2 separate regions of the Sus scrofa genome follow, and region 1 is linked to region 2. Evidence: chromatin contacts called from public HiChIP or PLAC-seq data. All regions are on one chromosome and are shown on one strand. Each heading gives the region's core, a stretch centred on a gene start, on an enhancer-like site or on the middle of the called end of the contact. The rest is flanking DNA. Distances are from core to core; before and after follow the strand shown. Region 1 overlaps DEPTOR (DEP domain-containing mTOR-interacting protein). Region 2 overlaps SNTB1 (beta-1-syntrophin).

Region 1 (7,510 bases), core at 3,638-6,137, 780 kb after region 2:
GACTTCTAGCAAAGTGTTCCTTATATAACCATATACAAACCACACACACACACACACATACACTTCTTCTCTCTTAGATGCACATCAAAGGTTTGCAAATTTTGTCTATAAAGGACCAGATGGAAATACCTTTGGCTTTGGAGACCATATAATCTTGGTTGCAACTAATTCTGCTGTGGTAGCACAAAAGCAGTCATAGACAGTATGTAAATGACTGGGTGTGGCTGTGTTCCCAAAAAACTTTACTTATAAAAAATAAGCAGTGGGCCAGATGTGGCCCACCAACTGTAGTTTACACCTACTCCCCACACACATGGTTGATTTCCATAGGTAATATAAAAATTCATGTTTACACTCATTTCATAATTGAAAAGGTGTTTCCAGAATGTTAATTCTGAGCCCTGCTGACCTATTTACTAATATTAACAGCAATAATAACAACTAACAATGAATGTTCCCTACATGCCAGGCCTTATTCTAAGAACTTTCCTCGCATGCAACCAGAAGTGCCCTATTTATTTCTGCCATTTTTAGAAAAGGAAACAGAACTTTAAACTGATTCAGTCAACAAGAGTGCTCAGTGAGAGCCCCTGAATCTATCAAGAGAGCCCATTTTTAAGAACCCAAGCCAAAATTGCATATCACTCTTTAAATATCCTTATCCTCTCTTCTGCTAAAGGATTTTTTTCTCTTATGATACTTGATAATTCTAAATCATAATTCTAGCATTATGCCCAAACATCCCCTGATATCTTAGAAAATCTTTACACTGATTATCTTGAACCCCTAATTCCCCGATTCTGAGAGTTCTGCATTCATTCTTCTAATCCTAAAAATCAACACGTAAACTTCAGGAACCAATTTTCCAGCAAATCGAAAGGCTTGGTGTGAAAATTTCAGTTATAATTATAAAAGGCTTGCCTTAGCCATTCCTACAAAGGAAAAAAGAGGCTGTTAAATGAAATGTCCAGTGCGTATTTGGCCATTTCAATGTACACTCTTAGAGGACCTGAGTCGAAATATTATATATATTAGAATCTATTATATTATATTATGTAGAATATAAAATCTATTAGAATCTATTATAAGGATCTACAGTTAACTAAGTAAAAAATTATTCCAGATCTAAAACAGTTGAGCAATACCTTAAAAGGCTCTTAATCTTCAATGTTCGAAATATTTGGAACATTTTTTTTGTTGTTGTTCTTTTTGCCATTTCTTGGGCCGCTCCCGCGGCATATGGAAGTTCCCAGGCTAGGGGTCTAATCGGAGCTGAAGCCGCTGGCCTACACCAGGGCCACAGCAATGCTGGATCCGAGCCGCATCTGCAACCTACACCACAGCTCACAGCAACGCGGATCCTTAACCCACTGAGCAAGGCCAGGGACCGAACCCGCAACCTCACTGTTCCTAGTTGGATACGTTAACCACTGCGCCATGACGGGAACTCCCTGGAACATTTTTTAATGTTTCCTTCATGAGATTCTACTGACTGATCTATTTCTTTCATGCAAAACATAAGTCTGGGGATACACATCTCATGTTTTGTGTCACTGAGAAGTGGCAATACATAAGTTTCCTTTTAGAACCTAAAATAAGACCCACTAGACAATCATATTCAAGAACTTCGAATATTTTCACTTAATCCATATGTGAAGGTTATTTACTATTTGAGTAAAACACACACGTTAATCTGACACATGTCATATATATATATATACGCTCATCAGTATGCTTCTGGGTAATGAGGCATATATAGCAGTGTAAGCAGCCAATTAGTCACACAACTAAACCAAGTTTTTGTGGCTTTTAAATATTTCTTAGCCGATTAAATTTTTTTTTTTTTTCTTTTTAGGGCTGCACCTGTGGCACATGAAAGTAGGAACTAGGCCAGGGGTTGAATTGGAGATGCAGCTGCCAGCCTATACAACAGCCAAGGCAATGCCAGATCCTTAACCCACTAAGCAAGGCTCGGGATCAAACCTACATCCTCATGGATACTAAATGGGTTCTTAACCCCCTAAGCTACAATGGGAACTCCTGATTTTAAATGTATTAATGTTGCTCTTCATCGTTTTTTTGCCTATGTAGACATAAGTATACCTATAATTTTTGCTCAATTCAAATTTTCAGAGACAGGTCAAAGTCCAGACTCCAGGTAGTTGGGGGATTCTTTGCCTCTGTCCTCTAGACTCCAATGGCTTAGCACTGAGACCAGCTGTATTCTCAATTTGTACATCCTTAAGGCAAGGCTTCTGGCAACACTGTGAAGCTGCAAAACCCAGCTCTTCTATTTGCTGGCCTTGTGATCCTGGACAAGTTTCTTAATTTCTCTAAGCCTCTGTGTTCCCATCTCTAAAATGGGACTAATAATACCTGTAAAATAATACATGTAAAATACTTATAACACTACTTGGTACATACTAAGGGTTCAATAAATACTGGCTATTATTAATTTTTACTGAGAAGGCCAAAAGAAAATCAGAGTAACACCAAACCAGTGAATACTGCAATAAATTGCATAGTAATAATATCTTACAATCTACTGCTGGGGGAAGATTTTTCCACCTGTCTTAGCAGAAGGAAGCGTGGAGTTAAGCAATTAAAAACAGGGCCTTCACCTAGTTTGACCTTTGAACTAAACACCCTCATTTTAAAAATAAGGTGAAGTTTAAAGTCCTGGTTTCAGAATTTCAGAGGAAGTCAAAATGCACAGAAGGGAGGCCTCCTTCCTGGATTTTAGCAGAGGAGCTGTAGCCTAAGGATGAATAAAGTGTCTTACCTCCCCTTGCGGGGTGCACAGACCTGCCAGCTGTGGAGGGACACACAGGTGTGTGGACGTGACCTTAGAGGCCCAGCTCGACTTTCCAGGCAGTGAGGTAGCTGGGGCTGGGAGCCTGGCCTGAGGGCCTGTGACCTCACACAAACCCCAGAGGCCTCCAGGTGCTGAGCACCTGGCATCTTCCAGCTCCCTCTATCAGGAGCCTGGGTTCACACTGCAACCCAGAGATAAAGGCCATGCTGCTGCTTGCATTATAGGAAAGTCGAGTACCCAGGGGTCAGGGTGCCTCCAGTGGAAGAGAAAGATGCTGTGTGTCAGGCAGCTGCATGCTCACCACCAAATCGGTGGGACAATGGATGATGATGGAGGACCCTTTGTGCTGATGGGCCCCCAGTAAAGTGTTTAATCCACACCATGAAAGTGGTATCTACCTTCACCCCCCTCACCACACAAGAAGGACAAAAATGGACAGGGTTGTAGATGCCTTGATGTCCGTCTGCTCGAGGTACCAGAAGGCTCAAAATCAGAGAAGCACCCACTCTTTTAAGTCACTGGAAGTTCTGCAAAGAGAGCTTGGCTTCCCCTTTAGAAGGTGTCACCTTTTGCTGATACCTCCCATTCCTAAGTCTGAAGGGGAGGGAAGAGGAGTCAGGCCTGCCATCACCCTGACCCTCTTCTGGGAGGATTATTAACCTGGATAGAGGGGCTCTTGGAGAAGAAAACATTTGCCCTGTGAGATACCTACTTCACTTAAATAATCCTTCTGGTATGGGAGGCAGTTCAGGTCATAGAGATAAGGTATGATTCTCAATGCCTTATGGTGAAATATTGAAAAATGTCTTCATTCTAGTAAATGCAGTTTGTTTGAGGGTTTTTTTTGTTTTTTGTTTTTGTTTTTTTTTTTTTTGGCTGCACTAACATCATGTGGAGGTTCCTGGGCCAGGGACCGAACCTACGCCACAGCAGTGACCCAAGCCACAGCAGTGACCATGCCAGATCCTTTTAACTGCTAGGCCACCAGGGAACTCCCCAGCAAATGTAGTTTTAAGTGACACACTGAAGAGCTAACGTTTAACCTTTGAACCCATCTCTGAATAGACTACCAAATAGGTTTTTTTGGTTTTTGCTTTTTAGGGCCACACCCATAGCATATGGAAGTTCCCAGGCTAGGGATCGAATAGGAGCTGCATCTGCTGGCCAATGCCACAGAACATGGAATCTGAGCCTCGTCTTCGACCTCCACTTGCATCCTCATGGATACTAGTCAGATTCGTGTCCACTGCACCACAATGGGGACTCCTACCAAATAGTTTTAAATTCCTTTGTTACACATTGGATTATAATCTCTACGAAGGCCTATCTCCCGGAGTACCCTGAACAACGTGATTTAATACCTATTGCTACGCTCTATCAAGAATAGCATTTTTGGGAGTTCCCTTTGTGGCACAGTGGTTAACGAACCTGACTAGCATCCATGAGATGTGAGTTCGATCCCTGGCCTTGCTCAGTGGGTTAAGGATCTGGCGTTGCTGTGAGCTGTGGTGTAGGCTGCAGATGTGGCTCAGATCCCACATTGCTGTGGCTGTGGCATGAGCCAGCGGTTGTAGCTCTGATTTGACCCCTAGCCTGGGAACTTCCATATGCTGCACATACAGCCCTAAAAAGCCAAAAAAAAAAAAAAAAAAAATAGCATTTTTGACTACAAAGTAAAACAAACTGTCATATTTTATTATAGATGGGTGTTCTTTTAAGGACTGCTAGGCTAAATTTCATAATAATTTGTTTTTTCCTCATAAGCCACCAACACAGTCTGCAATGATTTCCCCAAACACATATGAGCCTCCAAAAGTCTGACTGTGGCACTGGTGGCGACCATGTCCTCACCACCCAAACACTGAGAAGCCCACAAAGAAGGGATAGGGTCCTAGCCCCTGGAAGTTTTCTCTGGTAGAGGCTGGAAGGTCAGCCGAGGAGCATTCGTTGGGGAGGAGGCACAATATCAGAGAGCTGAAAATGTCCAGATAATCCCCAAATTCTCACAGTGTTCAAACTCCTCCCTGAGTAAACATTCTTCCAGAACTGCTGACAGACAGCCAAACCAACTTCCTCTCCTTCTCTGTGTTCCTCTTTCAGAAATGAAATTATCTAGAAGCAGAATAACCATCCCAAGTGGAGCTCCAGGAAGGCAACTGAAGAGATTCCCCTCAGGTTTATTAAGCGTGTAAGCAATCAAACAAAATGGGCTGATAAATCCTGTGCGTTGGAAAAGCGGTCTCCGAGGAATTCCTGGCCCTAACCACTGTGCCTCCACTCAAAGGACATAAGTGTAAATTATGATAAAGTCCTGAGTAATCAGACTCTGCTCTCCTTGGCTTCAAGCCCTCCTTAGAGCCAAGTCAGCAAATGGTGAACACGTAGGCAAGTGCATTGGCTCCAAGCCCAGCTTCTTAGATGTCATGGATGTTTCGCGATGGGTTTAACTGGAGCTTCCCCCTTTGGTAGCCAACATAGGCATAAGGAAAAGCATAATTTTATATCACAGTACCTGAGGGCAAAAGGTTCACTGCATCTGGACACATACCACCCATTTTGAAGAATAAAAGGCTAAACTCATGTTGTATTATCCAAGAATAAAACCCTAAGTTTGGGTTTATTCCTAATAGTTATGTTGATGGTAAGATGTGGCACAAAATCAATGCCAAAGTTGCTATTGAAGAGTCCACAGTGCAATAAGATACAAGCTTATCTGGCAAAAACTTGCCTTCTTAATAATCCAAGGTAGCTTCAATTTCTGGAGAAAAGAGGGAAAACAATGACAAAATATATTGAAACGCATGACCTTCCTTAGTTACGTAAGTAAAGAACATTTTGCAGCTTTCCCAGAAAGTCTGCATCTTAATTATTCTTCAAGCGGCGTTGCTTAAACAAAGAGATAACTTTTATACAGCTTTGGCCGGGAGCCTTTCTGGGTGGAGGTGTTACTTGGAAAGACATCAAAACCCAAGTGATGCAAAAGGCATTCTCTGTTATTTGAACCTGAGCCACCTGCCATTTTAGTCACATTTAAAAAAAATTTTTTTTTTTAATTCAAGTGTAGTTGATTTACAATGTTGTGCCAATGTCTGCTGTATAGTCATATGTTAAGGTCTTGATTTTACTTCTATTACTGAGCACACCTGGGGCATCTCTTCCAATTCATAGGGTGGTGAGGTGTGGAAGGTGAGGGAGGGAGGGTATGGATGACAAACAGGTGATCATCATGATGGGGAGATTTCCAAGGAGCCTTGCTTTGAAAGCGGTACAGTCCAGGTTCAATGCCAATGTCTCTGAGCCTTTCCCACGCTGAATCTTCCTTGTGGCTTTTCTGTGGACATTTTTTTTTTCCTTACTGGAAATATTATAGCCTTATTTGTTTATTCATTTTTACATTTTTTATTAGAGTTGATTTATAATGTTCCTTCAATTTCTGCTGTACAGAAACATGACCCAGCCATACATACACACATTCTGGTTTGTTTGTTTTTTTCCCCATACTCTCTCCCATCATGTTCTAACCCAAGAGACTGGACACAGTTTCCTGGGCAGTACAGGGGGAGCCCATTACTTATCTGTTCTAAATGTAAGTGTGGACATTTCTTTAACACATGGGCTCCCCCTGCCCCCAAGATCTCCAAACTGGAAACCTTAAACCATGCAATTGAAAATCAAGTTTTCACATCGGCCAAAAGTGTGCTTGAAACTCTCAGAGATGCAGGTGATCACGGAGGGAAGTCAGGGAAATGAAGGTCATTCTCTTGCTCCCCAGCACCTTACTCAGTGCCTGGCATCTAGATCGGGTTTGGGAATTATTTATAGAACTAGTGCTGAGACGCTAAGAGAGATCCTGCATGGATATGACAGGACAACAGAGCAGCTTTTGCCTTCACAGATGCCCAAGCCGACCTTTTCTGCAGCTTTGCAACATTTCTGCTGAGTCCTGGAAAGGCATGGAAGGTAAGAGCTGCACACATGACAAGCCTACAGTAGAGCATCATAATTCTAAGGATACAGTATTATTTTCAGAAGAAGCATGGTTACATAAACACATAGTATCAACTCATTATTCTACTTAGAAAAGTCATTTCTCTCTCCTGGATTGGGGGCGGGGAAATGTTGGGGTTTTTTTATTTATTTTTTTTTACAGAAGAAAATACATATATTTGAACACAGTTACACTCACACAGATTATTATATCATGGATCTTAAGAAACAGATTAAGTGACTCCCTCTGGAGAAGTGGAATGGAAGATATGCTGAGACAAATAGGAAATTTATTCTATACTTTACCCTATTTTGTATGGCTTTCATCTTTACTATTTAGTATTATCTATTACATTTCAATTTTTCTTTAAATATTAGCATTATATTGAAATTGTGTATATTGTGCAACTAAAATTTATAAAGAAGAAAGCCTTATATACCATTAAATATTTTATATAGCATAATAAAAAGAATAACTTAATTGGTAAGAATAACAAAAATAATACATCCTCTGAAAATAAGTAAAATATAAAATGCATAAATTGGTTAAAAAACAGTGTAACTATATAAATATGTTCTCACAATTTGTTACATCTTATGGATTCTTCAATATAGGCACATTACACCATTCTAGGTGATGTGATAAACAAGACATTATAGACCTTACATTGTACCACGGAGAGAAATGGTTGTTAATAATACAATTGT
Region 2 (7,457 bases), core at 3,484-5,983:
TTTTTTGATAAAAAGAAAAAAAAAAGTATATGTCAGAAAATTGAAGGCCTTGGGATATCTGAGTTTAAAATTATCTGCAAATTCTTTTTTTTTTTTGTCTTTTTGCCTTTTCTAGGGCCACTCCCGCGGCATATGGAAGTTCCCAGGCTAGGGGTCGAATCGGAGCTGTAGCCTCCAACCTACACCACAGCCACAGCAATGCAGGATCCGAGCCTCATCTGCAACCCACATCACAGCTCACGGCAATGCTGGATCCTTAACCCACTGAACAAGGCCAGGGATTGAACCCACAACCTTATGGTTCCTTGTTGGAGTCATTAACCACTGAGCCATGACAGGAACTCCAATCTGCAAATTCTTTAATGAACAATGATATCATATTATTTTAATTCTATGTTTGTTTCAAACATGCAGCAATACTAGAAGCTTTGGACATAGAAAGAGGAGGCAGATACGTCTATGATTTTCACTGACTGCTTGCTCTTGGTTTGGTTTTTTGAAGGCTAAAATTAGCCCCCAATTAACCTATGTATGGCATCTATTCAAAGTTTCTTTTGTCCTGGAAAAACTCCGCCAATACTCAAAAATAATAAGTATTAAAATGAAAGGAAGAGGTTATGCCCGGTTATGGAAATATGTCCTATTTCCTGGTGAGAAATTGAACTTCTGCTACGTCAAACACATTAAGAGCAAATGAAAAGTTTAGTTTTGTATTCTGAGGGTGTGTGAAGGATCTGTCTCCTCTGGAAGAGTCAGCCTCCAGGGCTGGTAGAGAGGCCAAGACAAATGACAGTTCATATCTGTCTTCTTATGTAGCTCAAGGAATCTGGACATCCTTCTATTGCACAGAATGGCATGGTCGACTTTGATCTTGGCTTATGTGGATCTGTCGGCTTTTAGAGGGAAGTGAGAGGTACTCATAAATTTTTGGTGTAAGAGATGGAGATGTGCCTTCTTCCAAAGGTTGATTGAATCAGCCTCTCTTCCTAATGAAACTGGAAATAAATGGAGGTGAAAACATATTTCCCAGCACATTAGTTTCTTGTAGGAGGGAGTCCCAGACCAAGAAAAGGAAAAATAAAGAACACACCTTTTTTTTTTTTTGCGAGGGATGTGGGGGGCCCAGGGATGTAACAGTAGTGTGCTCTGTGCTTTAGTCGGAGACGCATGGTTCAGGGACAGATTGAGGTTATTTCAGCACCATCTGCCAACGTAGTAACAATGACACCCACAAAAGCCCACCCCTCCCAAGCACCTCAGTCACTGGACTTCCTGCTGTTCATTGAATGTTTTATTCATAGATGGCAGGAGGGTCTTACTTTATCACAAGACAGTGAATTACCACTTCTACCACTGCTGCAAATCAAACCCTATTAGATTTTCAACTTCCTTCACTGATGCCCAGCCCCTTAAACATAGACCTTTGCAGGAACCTTCACTCAGCTTTCTGTTAATATGATCTGATGACTCCTGCTCACAGTACACATATCAGTTAATGAGAGTGATGCTGGCCAGGTATCAGGAATATTGATCAAGAAGCCAAGGAAAGGGTGTCGAGCGCATTTTTTGTCATTAGCTCTGTGTTACATGCAATTTCCAGACTCCAAGTGATAAAGAAACACAGATACTCGGTGTCATTTTAAGATCCGTGTCCTTTGTAGATTAAGCTTCATTGGGATTGTCCTCACATACCTTGTCCCTACTAATCAGAGCTTTCTTTGTCCGATAGGAACAGAAAGACCTGTAAGGAAGGATTTCTGCTTCCAGAGTACAGTCAGGGACTTAGAACCCAAAGGTGCCAGAGCAAGTCGCCAACTCCAAACACTCTTTAATATTCACAAGATACAAAAGCAAGTGTGTTAATTTGTATTAGGGTGGTATCAGTGGAATGACCCCACGAACTCAGCAAGCAAGAACATGTTTGATGTTACCTATCTTCCCAGCTAAAGTTTTGGTAGTTATCCCAAAGGCAGGCTGGCCCTTTGTCAGCATCTCCTTGTAGGACTTTTGACCTTTCCTGTAGGAGTCCTGTGCTTCTCAGGTCTTGAACACAGGAATGACTTTTGAAGCTTGTTTACACAATACCATGTTGGGCACTTGAAGAAATTTCTCAGCAGTAATTTTGGCCTTTCGGGATTTTTGTCTTATATTTAAGAACCCAGTGCCAGCCTCAGCTGTCTGAATAACATGAACTGTCATCCTCACTCAACAGAGAGATTCTGTAACCTGGTTGTACATATACTTAAGGGTCTTCAGCCCCCTAAAAGGAACTATTGATTGTTCCCTTAGTCCATTCAAAAATATATATACCACTGTAACACAAACCCCATAAACTGGGTGGCTTCTAAACAATAAACATTTGTTTCTCATAGTCCTAACAGCTTGGAAGCCCACGATAAAAGCACTGGTGGAGTTTTCTTGTGGCCCAGTGGGTTAAGGATCTGGCATTTTCACATGGTGCAGGTTCAATCCCTGTGCCAGGAACTTCTGTCACCAAAAAATAGGAAAAAAACAAAACCCCAAAAAACAAACAAACAACAAAAAAAAAAACCAGCACTGGCACATTCTTTCTCTGCGAGCCCACTTCCTCGTCCATAGTCTGTGTTTTCACTGTGCCCTCACATGGCAAAAGGGACAAGGGAGCTTTCTTGGGCCTCTTGTATAAGAGCAGTAACCTCGGAGTTCCCGTCGTGGGGCAGTGGTTAACGAATCCGACTAGGAACCATGAGGTTGCGGGTTTGATCCCTGCCCTTGCTCAGTGGGTTAAGGATCCAGCATTGCTGTGAGCTGTGGTGTAGGCCACAGATGTGGCTCGGATCCCGCGTTGCTGTGGCTCTGGTGCAGGCCGGTGGCTACAGCTCCGATTCGATCCCTAGCTTGGGAACCTCCATATGCCGTGAGAGCAGCCCTAGAAAAGGCAAAAAGACAAAAAAAAAAAAAAAAAAAAGACAAAAAAAGAAGTCTTAAAAAAAAAATAAAAAAAAAAACAACAGTAACCTCATTCTTGAGGGTGGAGCACACCCCAAAGGCCCCACCTCCCAGTATCATCACCCTGAGGAGTTAGGATTTCAAAATATGAATTTGGGTTTGGAGGGGACACAGATATTCAGTCCATAGCAATAGTGAAAACAAACGAAGCCTTTTTAGCCATTTCATTTTTAAACCATTCTGGCTACAGCCTTTTCTGATTATAACATAGAAGGTATACTGTCCATGACAGGGGCCAAAAAAGAACAGAACAGATTATTTTCTGTGCTGAACCTTGTGTAGCCTCCTTAGGATGCAGCCTCCTTGCTTCTACCAGGCTTTCTGTGCCATTGTCATCTTTCCCTCAATGCACTGTTTTGCACTTGCCCTCTGGGAAGAGGCACCCTTCTCGGGACCCTCTGCAGGGCCTTGGGAGTCCTGTAGTTTACCCTCTCCTCACCTGACACTTCCTTGAGGTGTCTTATTTTTGCACAGTTGGAGGTCTCTATACATTCTCTCTTCCCAACCACTACTGAAAATCTGAATTGAGCCTTGGCAGAGGTCTGATGGTTGGAGGATCTCAATTGGTTTTCCTTGTCTGTCACCTGGACCCTCACCCCCCACATGTGAGTTGATCTGTTTCTTCCCTCCCTATGAATAATTTTGCTGTACACCAGAAACTAGCACAATATTGTAAATCAACTAAACTTCATGTAGGAGAAAAGAAGATGCATCGTTGTGTGCAAACTACTGGCGTTAGGGTATGAAGGCTGATGCAATGTTATTATGTTATTATGACCAGTGAATAAGAGGGTTCAGATCCTTGCTCTGCCACTGACTAGTTGTGGTATCATCAGTCTTAGGCTCTCTGGGTCTCAGTTCCCACATCTGTAAGATGGCAGTAATACTTGCAACCACTTCATAGTCCTGCTGGGAAGATTTCAAGTGCTTAAAATGTGTGTGGCACATGGTCAATGCTCTCTTAGTATTAGTTACTATTAGTATGGCCATTATCATTGTTTGCTTGCAAAATCCATTAAAGGGAATGGATGATGTCTTCTTAAGAGATCACACACACACACACACACACACACACACACACACACACACACACTAATATATAATAAAACTGAATCACTTTGCTATACACCAGAAAGCAAACTAACACAACATTGTAGATCAACTATACTTCAATTTTTTTTTTTTAAAGAGAAGAGATCATTCTATAGAGGAAAGATATGGAAGTGATGGGAGAACCTGAACTTGGATGCTTTATTCAGTATAAAGTAGGAAAGAGAGCATGTGCAAGTTCTTAACCATGACAGCATCATGGCTTAGAGAGCAGAGAAAGTGATCAGGGCAGCAGCCTCTGTCCTCATCTCATTTTCAGCCCTATTATAAGTGGTCCGTCACTTCCCTTTCCTTCTAGCTCTCTTCATGTCACTAAAATTAAAGGATCTACTACCTTGTCTGTGGCAAACACAGATTAGAAACTTTTTTTTTTTTTTTAAATGGAAAGGATGTCGACAACTGCTTTCCTGTTAAATTTCTTGTAGGACCATTGACTGATTTCCCTTTCGTCTGGATTGGTCACTTTAGGTTCATGCATGACCGTATTATTTTCACTCTTGCCAACTCCCAACTTTTCTATTAACTTTGCAGTTTTGAATAACTCACTTGGAATTTATGATCCTCCACTTCCTCACCAATAAAATAGTAGTAATAGCAACACTTCCCCATCTGGGCAGAAGGCAAAAATTTGAGGAAGAATTAGAAAGCACTCTATAAGCCCAAGTGCTTTGTAAATATTTAATACTTAGTAGTTGAGGTAAATGTCAGGGGAGTGTGGAACTCAACATTAATCTTTTTGTTATGACAGCTCTTTAGATGTGTTTAGCTTCCCAATCCAAACACTGGAGACCCTGAACTTTTCTGACCCTTCCTCCTTTTCTTATTTTTCATTTTCCATGATGCCCAAGTATTTCCCATCCAACATCAAATAACAGTTCACTTTAATTCCTCTGCAAAAGGAGATTTTAGCTCATTTAGAGCCCCAAAGTCCCGCTCCCCATCTGGAGTTCCTAAACGCTGGCACTGAAAAACTTAGGCTTCACCGGGAAATTCCTTTTTCTGGCAGAAGTATCTCTTTGTGTTGGAACTGGCATTTGCCTTTTTCCTAGAACAACCCCCATTGTTTGGAAATCCTCTCTTCTCATTAGGCTAGCTCATTTCCACAGAAGGCTAAAGTCATTTCCATCCAACTTCACAACCCTACAGGGTCCTTTTAACTAATGAGACCCTCTATCTGTTGCTATCAGCTAGGTTTCCTGATTGAGCCTGGGAGGGGGCTAGGTGAATTAAGGCGGCAGATAGATAATTTTAAAAAAAATGCATTTAATAGTGCATGATGACTTTTCCAGATTAACTCTGTTCTCTCTCTTGAAATGTCTATAAGAGCTTTTCGGCAAACACTTGTCTGGACACAGTTTCACAAGGGAAATTTGCTCCACTCTGAGGTCAGCGTTTGCTTCTATTGTTTGTTACTCTGCCCATGTCACACCCACCTCAGCTGCCAAACAGAAGAACGATTCTTATGAACAGTGATCTGCTTTGCAGTTTTAGTTTATTTCTAAATTGCAGAAATGGTTGATGAGTGAAGTGTTCTGGTAACTTTTTATTGGAACAGAATAGAGCATAGATTTGGGAATTCTTGAGGTTGACATGTGTTTGGTGGAAAAAAAAAAAAGCAATAAAACCTTGTGCTTTTTTTTTTTTTTTTAACTTAATGGTGATGCATGCAGTTATCTGAAGCTAGATATCTTTTATTCTTCTTCTTCTTTTTAGGGCCGCACTTGCGGCATATGGAAGTTCCCAGACTAGGGGTCACAGGCCTTTGCCACAGCCACGCCAGATCCTGTGACCTATACCACAGCTCCTATCCCACCTTAACCCACTGAGCAAGGCCAGGGATCAAACCCGATGAGACACAACGGGAACTCCCCGAGGCTAGGTACCTTCTATTTGTATTGAGCTTTGCAGTTTGCATGGGACTTTTGTATACATGATAGTTTCAGCTTTCCAGTATTATGATTGAGGTTTTTGGTTGATGGTGTTCAATGACAGCTTTAGAAGACAGAGCTATGATAATGACTGGGAGTTGTGTATGGAGGGGCATTTCTTTTAGATTTAAGAAGTAGGGAAGGCTGTATGAAGGGAGGGAATGAAGAAGTTAGCTGTGACCTTGCCAAGAATTACTTTTCTTACTTGAAAAATGAAGATAATAATAATATTTATCTGATTCATCTCACAAGGTCTCAGGTCCCCTGCAGTAGACCCTACATGAAAGGGTCAGCCCAAAAGCACCTTAAACATTCTAGTGGCTCTTATTGCTTATGTTGTGATGATTCGTGGAAAGTTGGTCCAGCCAAAATTGTTTCATTCACTGGCCTACTGCACTGTGAAGTTCCCACTTTTGAGAGTGACACAGTAACTCCATGGCACTCATCAACACATCAACTGGATTGGTTTAGCCACTCACCTGCTATATTCTAAGGAGACCTAATAGGAATGAAAAATGGGATTATATATCTGATAAATGAGAAAGGGTTGAGAAAAGTTCTGAATTGGAGCATAACAAGAAGGAAATGTCTGCATGGCAAGGGTGGGTTGAAGCTAGACTTAATGAAGACTGACCTTGATATGGCTGGCCCTGAATCTGCCCTCAGCCAGAGAAGTCAACTACTGCTCTCAGTGACCTCAGACCGCTCCCGTCCCCTGAGTTTCCAGACATTGCTTATGGTCAGATCTTTCTCAATTTGGGTTTTCACTTCCTCTCTCAAAAGTTGCTGGTTTGTAGAAGATAATGTCAAGTTTGGAACCAAGTTGACTTTCTTTCTTCTCTTAGAAAACATCAATAGAGGGCAAATACACTATACAAGTCATGAGATTTGCTTAAACTGATTTAAACTAACTACCATTTCTTCGATGCTTCATAGTTGACAAAATATTTTCCACACGTAATTTTTTTTTTTTTTTTTTTTTTGCTTTTTGCTTTTTGCTTTTTAGGGCCATGCCCGCAGCATATGGAAATTCCCAGGCTAGGGGTTGAATTGTAGCTGTAGCTTCTGGCCCATGCCACAGCCACAGCAATGTGGGATCTGAGCGGAGTCTGCAACCTACACCACATCTCATAGCAATGCTGGATCCCTACCACTGAGAGTGGCCAGGGATCAAACCTGCATCCTCATGGGTACTAGTCGGATTTGTTTCCACTGAGCCACGATGGAACTCCCACGTATGTAATTTATGTAGAGCATTGACTCTGTAGAGTTAAGTATCTCAAGTATTTGGGGAAAATGAAGGTAATGATATGTACCCACCATCCAAGATTGATAGGATTAAATGAAAGGTTGATTATAAAGCAGTCTGTAAAGCCCCCTGGCATACAGAAAACAATGTATTTCTGATGCCTCTAGTGTATGAATGAAGGA

Evidence for each region. HiChIP or PLAC-seq counts read pairs in DNA pulled down with a chosen protein or histone mark.
Region 1: a contact with region 2 is called in an H3K27ac HiChIP or PLAC-seq map of alveolar macrophages. The contact joins two enhancer-like sites. A contact is called at or near these places in 2 of 2 datasets of contacts at active chromatin or transcription factors (alveolar macrophages and skeletal muscle).

The regions. Positions count from the first base shown.
Region 1 is chr4:19,126,429-19,133,938 of Sscrofa11.1, forward strand. The region is part of intron 4 of DEPTOR (DEP domain-containing mTOR-interacting protein); the gene reads right to left. Among named protein-coding and RNA genes, the nearest start is that of DSCC1, 31 kb to the right of the region's middle. Within about 2 kb of position 4,888, at least 34 of the 83 cell types and tissues checked have an H3K27ac peak or open chromatin away from gene starts, as enhancers often do. A contact at or near this core is called in alveolar macrophages, where this site is marked.
Region 2 is chr4:18,351,233-18,358,689 of Sscrofa11.1, forward strand. The region is part of intron 2 of SNTB1 (beta-1-syntrophin); the gene reads left to right. Among named protein-coding and RNA genes, the nearest start is that of SNTB1, 66 kb to the left of the region's middle. Within about 2 kb of position 4,734, at least 6 of the 83 cell types and tissues checked have an H3K27ac peak or open chromatin away from gene starts, as enhancers often do. A contact at or near this core is called in alveolar macrophages, where this site is marked.